Regions from separate parts of the Pan troglodytes genome. Here region 2 is linked to region 1. The links are chromatin contacts, called in public Hi-C maps. All regions are on one chromosome and are shown on one strand. Each heading gives the region's core, a stretch centred on a gene start, on an enhancer-like site or on the middle of the called end of the contact. The rest is flanking DNA. Distances are from core to core; before and after follow the strand shown. Region 1 overlaps MOGAT1 (monoacylglycerol O-acyltransferase 1). Region 2 holds the start of ACSL3 (acyl-CoA synthetase long chain family member 3).

What was found. A called contact is a pair of places that touch in the nucleus more often than the background predicts.
Region 2: a Hi-C map of stem cell-derived neural progenitor cells shows a contact between it and region 1, with 4 times the contacts expected there. The contact joins the promoter of ACSL3 here to the enhancer-like site in region 1. A contact is called at or near these places in 1 of 7 Hi-C or Micro-C datasets (stem cell-derived neural progenitor cells) and 1 of 1 datasets of contacts at active chromatin or transcription factors (stem cell-derived excitatory neurons).

What each region holds. Positions count from the first base shown.
Region 1 is chr13:124,958,179-124,961,128 of NHGRI_mPanTro3-v2.0_pri, reverse strand. It overlaps MOGAT1 (monoacylglycerol O-acyltransferase 1), which reads right to left. Exons shown (of 6, transcript XM_526044.6): 6 at 1-1,411. The coding sequence ends at 1,257. Among named protein-coding and RNA genes, the nearest start is that of MOGAT1, 38 kb to the right of the region's middle. Within about 2 kb of position 1,503, at least 13 of the 24 cell types and tissues checked have an H3K27ac peak or open chromatin away from gene starts, as enhancers often do. A contact at or near this core is called in stem cell-derived neural progenitor cells, where this site is marked.
Region 2 is chr13:125,107,615-125,110,564 of NHGRI_mPanTro3-v2.0_pri, reverse strand. It overlaps ACSL3 (acyl-CoA synthetase long chain family member 3), which reads right to left and starts at 1,496. Exons shown (of 16, transcript XM_001166550.7): 1 at 1,196-1,496.

The DNA of each region.
Region 1 (2,950 bases), core at 254-2,753:
ACCCGCCTCAGCCTCCCAAAGTGCTGAGATTACAGGCATGAGCCACCACGCCCAGCCGGCACTTTCTTTTAGAGATTATTTTATAATGAAAAGGCCATTCAGGAAGCAAATTAAAACCATTTCTCTTAGCATGAAAACTTTTTGGAATTTCCTGGTATGGAATTTCCAGAATTTCTAGTCCTGAATCATGTGCAAAAGCCTATCTTCCGAATAGATTTCCCTCTCTACAGCAAAGGAGCATGATTCTAAGCATGAATAGAGAAATGAGGAGCCATTCTCCTGTCCACATGAGTTTTCGTATGACAGATTCAACCCATTTTGAAAATGGCAAAAAATCCTGCACTTTTGTTTAAAAATTTGTTGTTGATATGACCAAAGGCTCAAACTATCTAAATATTAAAAGTATCTTTATTCACTAACAAATGTCATGTTCAAGCAGAAAAAAATATTTCCTCTTGCTGTATATGGCAAACTATTTTACACAGTGTCTCCCAAATGGGCTGGCTGTGCTGAACAACAGTTGTCACACTTTGTGAAAACACCACCTTAAGTTATTGTGATGTTTAGTAAGAGGGTCTAATTATTATTATTATTATTATTATTATTATTATTGTTTTGAGACAGAGTCTCACTCTGTCTCCCAGGTTGGAGTGCAATGGTGCGATCCCGGCTCATTGCAACCTCCACCTCCCAGGTTCAAGTGATTCTCCTTCCTCAGCCTCCCTTGTAGCCGGGATTACAGGTGCCCACCACAATGCCCAGCTAATTTTTGTATTTTTAGTAGAGACGGGGTTTCACCATGTTGGCCAGGCTGGTCTCAAACTCCTGACCTCAAGTGATCTACCTGTCTCGGCCTCCCAAAATGCTGGGATTACAGGCGTGAGCCACTGTGCCCGGCCGGGTGTAATTACTTTTTGAAGCTTTCTTTTGTTTTTCAGAGCACAAGAATAATTCTAAACTTGTTCATAACCTGTAAAATGATTTTGCCTTCATAGGCAAGGAAAATTATTAGATGTCTTATAGTCATCTCCAACCTTATCCTACAGTCATCTGTGTTTTTATTTACCACAGATACACCAACATTCATCGCCATAAATAATACTTTTCTGTTGCAAATTTGATGCCACAGTCAAAAGAAAAAAAATAAACGTCTTTAAAATATTTATTCTCACAATAGGATGGTCTGTTATCCTTCTTTATGCCTTATTACAGCCAAGTCATTTATTTTTATTTAAAATTTTTTTTTTATAGTCAAGTCATTTTAAAACAAGAGTCTCGTGCTCTGGAATGCCATACTTTCCTTTGTGCTCCTCAAACAATTTCCTAAGTTCCTCCATATAGGTCTGATGTAACTCCTCAATCTGCTCCTGGGTCGGGTTCAGAGTCTGACGAACAGGGATCGGGCGGCCAACTGCAAAAACAGGGAATACATCATACGTGAGGAACTAAAACCGCTCCACCACAGACCGCCGCCCCTAATGCACAGCTGTGAACACAACTGCCAATCAGAATCCCTCCAGCCTGCTCACTCCAATCCTTGTTTCATTTCACTGGCTGCCTGCAGTGGTCACACCACTCCATCTGATAACAAATAAAGAACTTTCCTCCTCAGCAGACACTGGATTGTCGGGACCCTGGTGGTTTTGACTTTGAGTCAAATGAGCTACTGTGCTGACTGCAGCTGGGAGGTGAGTGGACATAGCTGTGTGTCCACGTCACCAGCTTCCTCCCTCTGGAACAGTTGACAGCCAGACCACAGTGCCCTGATTATTACTGACTGTGAATCCTCATGTCACGTGGCAGTCCTCTAGTCTGACTCTTCTTTTTGAGACAGAGTCTTACTCTGTCACCCAGGCTGGAGTGCAGTGGCACAGTCTCAGCTCACTGCGAACTCCGCCTCCCGAGTTCAAGCGATTCTCTTGCCTTAACCTCCCACTGAGTAGCTGGGATTACAGGCTCCCACCACCATGCCCGGCTAATTTTTTTTTTTTGTATTTTCAGTAGAGACGAGGTTTTGCCATGTTGGCCAGGCTGGTCTTGAACTCCTGACCTCAAGCTGGAATTACAAGGGTGAGCTACTGGCCAGGCCCAGTCTGCCTCTTTTGAGTGTCTTTCTAAACAATTAAAAAATACATATCTTCACAGCTAAGTATCTGTATTAGAGAAATACACATAAATGACGTGGATTCCATTGTTTGTAATAGCGGGTAACTGAAAAACAGCTAACGTCTCAATAGAGAAACTGTTAAATAAACCATGTAATAGTCATTCAATAGAATCCTAGGCAGAAATTTTTAAACAATGAAATAATATAAATATGTGTACACATACACACACAAATACACACAGATGTCTAAAATGTATTAAGTGGAAAAATAATTTGTAAAATAATACAGTATGATCCATTTTTGGAAAAAATGTTTATATTCCTAGAAGTATTATACGTTTTTAGTGCATGGAAAAAAGTCCGGAAAGAGAGAGAAACATAAAAGTTCCTTTTTGGTAAGGAAGTAGGGATGGGGAAATTTCACTCTAACTGTATTATATAAATTTTCTACAAATGAGAATGCATTTGTGTTTTTCCAAATACACTAATTAAAAACAAATCTGGCAACTTCTATACATATTTTAAAAGGTATTTATATAACATCTCACTTGTCTCTGATTTTTAGAAAATACAAAAATTCCCATGGTTTTGGCTCTTGCACTCGCTGCGCCACCTGCTGGTCGGATGCTGCTACTGATGCCAAGGGTTGAAAATGCACAGGATGGCCGGGCGCAGTGTCTCACGCCTGTAATCCCAACACTTTGGGGGGCTGAGGCGGGTGGATCACCTGAGGTCAGGAGTTCGACACTAGCCTGACCAGCATGGCGAAACACCGTCTCTACTAAAAATACAAAAATTAGCCGGACGTGGTGGCGGGCACCTGTAATCCCAGCTACCCGGGAG
Region 2 (2,950 bases), core at 247-2,746, 150 kb before region 1:
TCATCAAACTACAACTCTCCTGGCCACCCAGACTAAAATCCACTGTGGAAACTATTCAGCCAGCCACCAAGGAGAGGCAGCAAAATATAGTGCTTAGATTTCAGAGCTCTGGATTTACACAGGCCTGTCTGAATCCCAGCTTCTTACTAGCTGAGATCTGAGGCAAGCTAATTCGTCCAATCTGCAGTTTCTCCCGCTGTAAAATGGGAATAACCCCCACCCCAGAGGACTGTTAACAGTGTGAAGACACTGTACATAAAGCTCTCCGAACAGTGCGTGGCATGTAATAAAAGCTCAATAAATGTCAGCTATTTGTCATTCTTTTCAGCTATAATTTCGTTCACAAAGCCTACTGCCTTTCTAGCTTCCATATAATTTTAAAGACATTCCTCCAGCCTTTTCATTTTCGAGGGATCTTTTACACAACAGCTTAAGAGCACACTTTCTAGTATCAGACTTCCTGCGAAAACCATTTGAAAACCTGTGCCTCGGGCTCCTCATCTGTGAAACGAGCCTGATAACACCTACCCAACAGGACTGCTGGTAGTAAGCAGTCCCCGAGTTACCCAACCCATCAACAGTATATGATTAAAACGCACTTGGGGAAAAGCAAAGCTGCAACTCTCAAACCCCAAACATCAGTCTTAATCCCAGTCCCACCACCACGATAGTGCCCAGAACCAATCACCAAGGTCGACCCACCTCACGCACCTAGTTTCTTCTCACCCCACGCAGCAACAGCCCCTCCCGCCCCGCCAAACAAGGGTTTTCCGAAATCGCAAGGCTGAGTCTCCTTCCACGGACACCGCACTGCTGGGGCCGCGGCAGAGCCCCCTTAATTCAAGCGGCTGGCCCCCCCACCCCGCCCCACAGCGCCGGGAAGCACGCAGTGCATCCTCCCTGCCTGGTCAGCGCCGCCCCACGCCGTTCGCGCTGCAGCTCCCGGCACGCGTGGGCTCAGGGCCGAGGCCCCACGTCAGCCGCTTCCCGGACCCCAACGGGCCGCCTCCCACCCTGCTCGCCGCTGCTCCTGGTGCCGCGGGCCGCCCGGGCGCACACCCAGCGGTCAGGTGCGGCGCCGACAACAGGGTCCCAGGCCCCGAGGCTGGGGCGCCCCTCGGGCCCAGCCGAACCACACGCGGAGGCCGCGCCGCCAACCGGCTTCCGCCGCTCCCACAACCCACGCCGCACTCACCGCTACGCCGGAGTCCGGGTTCCTCCGGCCTCGGGGCCGCGCAGGCCTGGCTGAGCCCCAGAGCGTTCACGCCCCGCGCCGCCGCCCGGGGTTCCTGGCGCAGCTGTCGGGGCCGCAATGCGAGGGGACGAACGTCTGCGACCCCGTCCAACGCCTCCTCGTCCCGGCCCCGGCCGCGTCGACAACTGCAGTGTCGCAGCCCGGCGCCGCCACAGCAGCGTCTGTTGAGCGGAACCGCCTGGGACGCTCACCCCCGGCCCGCACTCGTTGCCTATGCAGAGAGGCTGCCGCCCATTGGCCCGCGAGCGGTGGCGCGTGCGGGGCTGGGCCTATCGAATTCGGGCCGGGGAGCGCGGCGCTGGCGGCCCGGGGCGGGGCGAGGTTACTACGGGTCATTCCGCGGAGCCGCCGCGGACCGGACCTGGCTGCAGTCTGCGCGGGGCGGGGGCGGGGGCGGGAATGGGGTCGACCAGGAGGGACGGACCGCGGGTGGGGGAGGGGAGCGGGGATCTGCGGCAGCGACGTGGGAGGAGCGGCTAGCCCAATAGGGTCTGCAGGAGCTCCGTCCCTCCAGGAAAAAACACCCCCCCACCAAAAAAAAAAAAAAAAATTACAGTCGCACAATTATTGCTGTAATGTATAAATTTCAATATAAATTATGAAATAGTATGCATATTCTTTTTCGTTTTTAACTGGATTAGTTATCCCGTTCTTGCAGAAATTGCTGTCAAATCCTGCCAAATAAAATGGCTTTTGGAACTGCCTGGGGCAAGAAGAGCCTCAAAAACTCAAAGCTTATCCATTATCATTTCTCTTGTTTTGGCCTCACTTGACCTAGCATATAACCCGTTTTCCTCTAAATGCACTCACCATGCAAATTTGCTATTTCTTTTCAAAAAATAAAGTTTACTCCAAATTATTGTTTTTGAACGTTCTTAGGAATCCACAGTGGTTCTGTATTTTAAGGAGTTTGCCATTGTTTCTCGTTTTAGACACTAAACAAGGATAAGAAAGAAAGCATCCAGTGCAGGTAGTAGAACTAACTACATGTACTGTAAGAGAGAAGATTTTCACTCACCCAGTACTAGTAGGATTGGTCTCTTTTTTTAACCCAACATATTGTTTAGTTTGCCTGTGAACTTTTCCTTAAGTAGGTGAAAGGTTGCCTTCCTGAGCCAGCCTCAGGCTAAAGCAGGCCTCATTTCCCAAGAGAATCAAAATCAGGAAGCCGCCAGAACTTGAACTAGGTGGAGCGATGATGCACCAAGCAAAGAGAGCTCACTCACCGTGGGCCCAGGGCCAATCGAGAACCTAAAGGGATGGATACCTGACTCAGGCAAACTGTTCTCCCACTTCAAAATATGGCAGTTCAGTTGCTCATTAATCTGTTGAAATCTTATCAAAGGATACATCCTGAAGATAAATGGAATGCAGAATTTCTTATCTGAAAAGATATTCGCAGCTCTGCAGAGAGAAGCAGGCTTTAGAAGTAGTACTTCTGGAACCATGAAATCCTCTGGAAAATATTGGTTTTCTTCCGAGAGAAGAAAACTAATATTGCACTTTTTATCTATCCATAAGCCTAAAACAGACTTGAAGAATTCCAACAATATCTTTCTTCATTATCTTTATATTATGGAATATATATTATGGATATGGACTTATATTTAAAAGAAAATAGTCCTGGGAATTAAAATTCTAAATTCTCATCTTGTTTGCTGTTTAACACTTAAGCTAAGTAGAAATACATAGAGA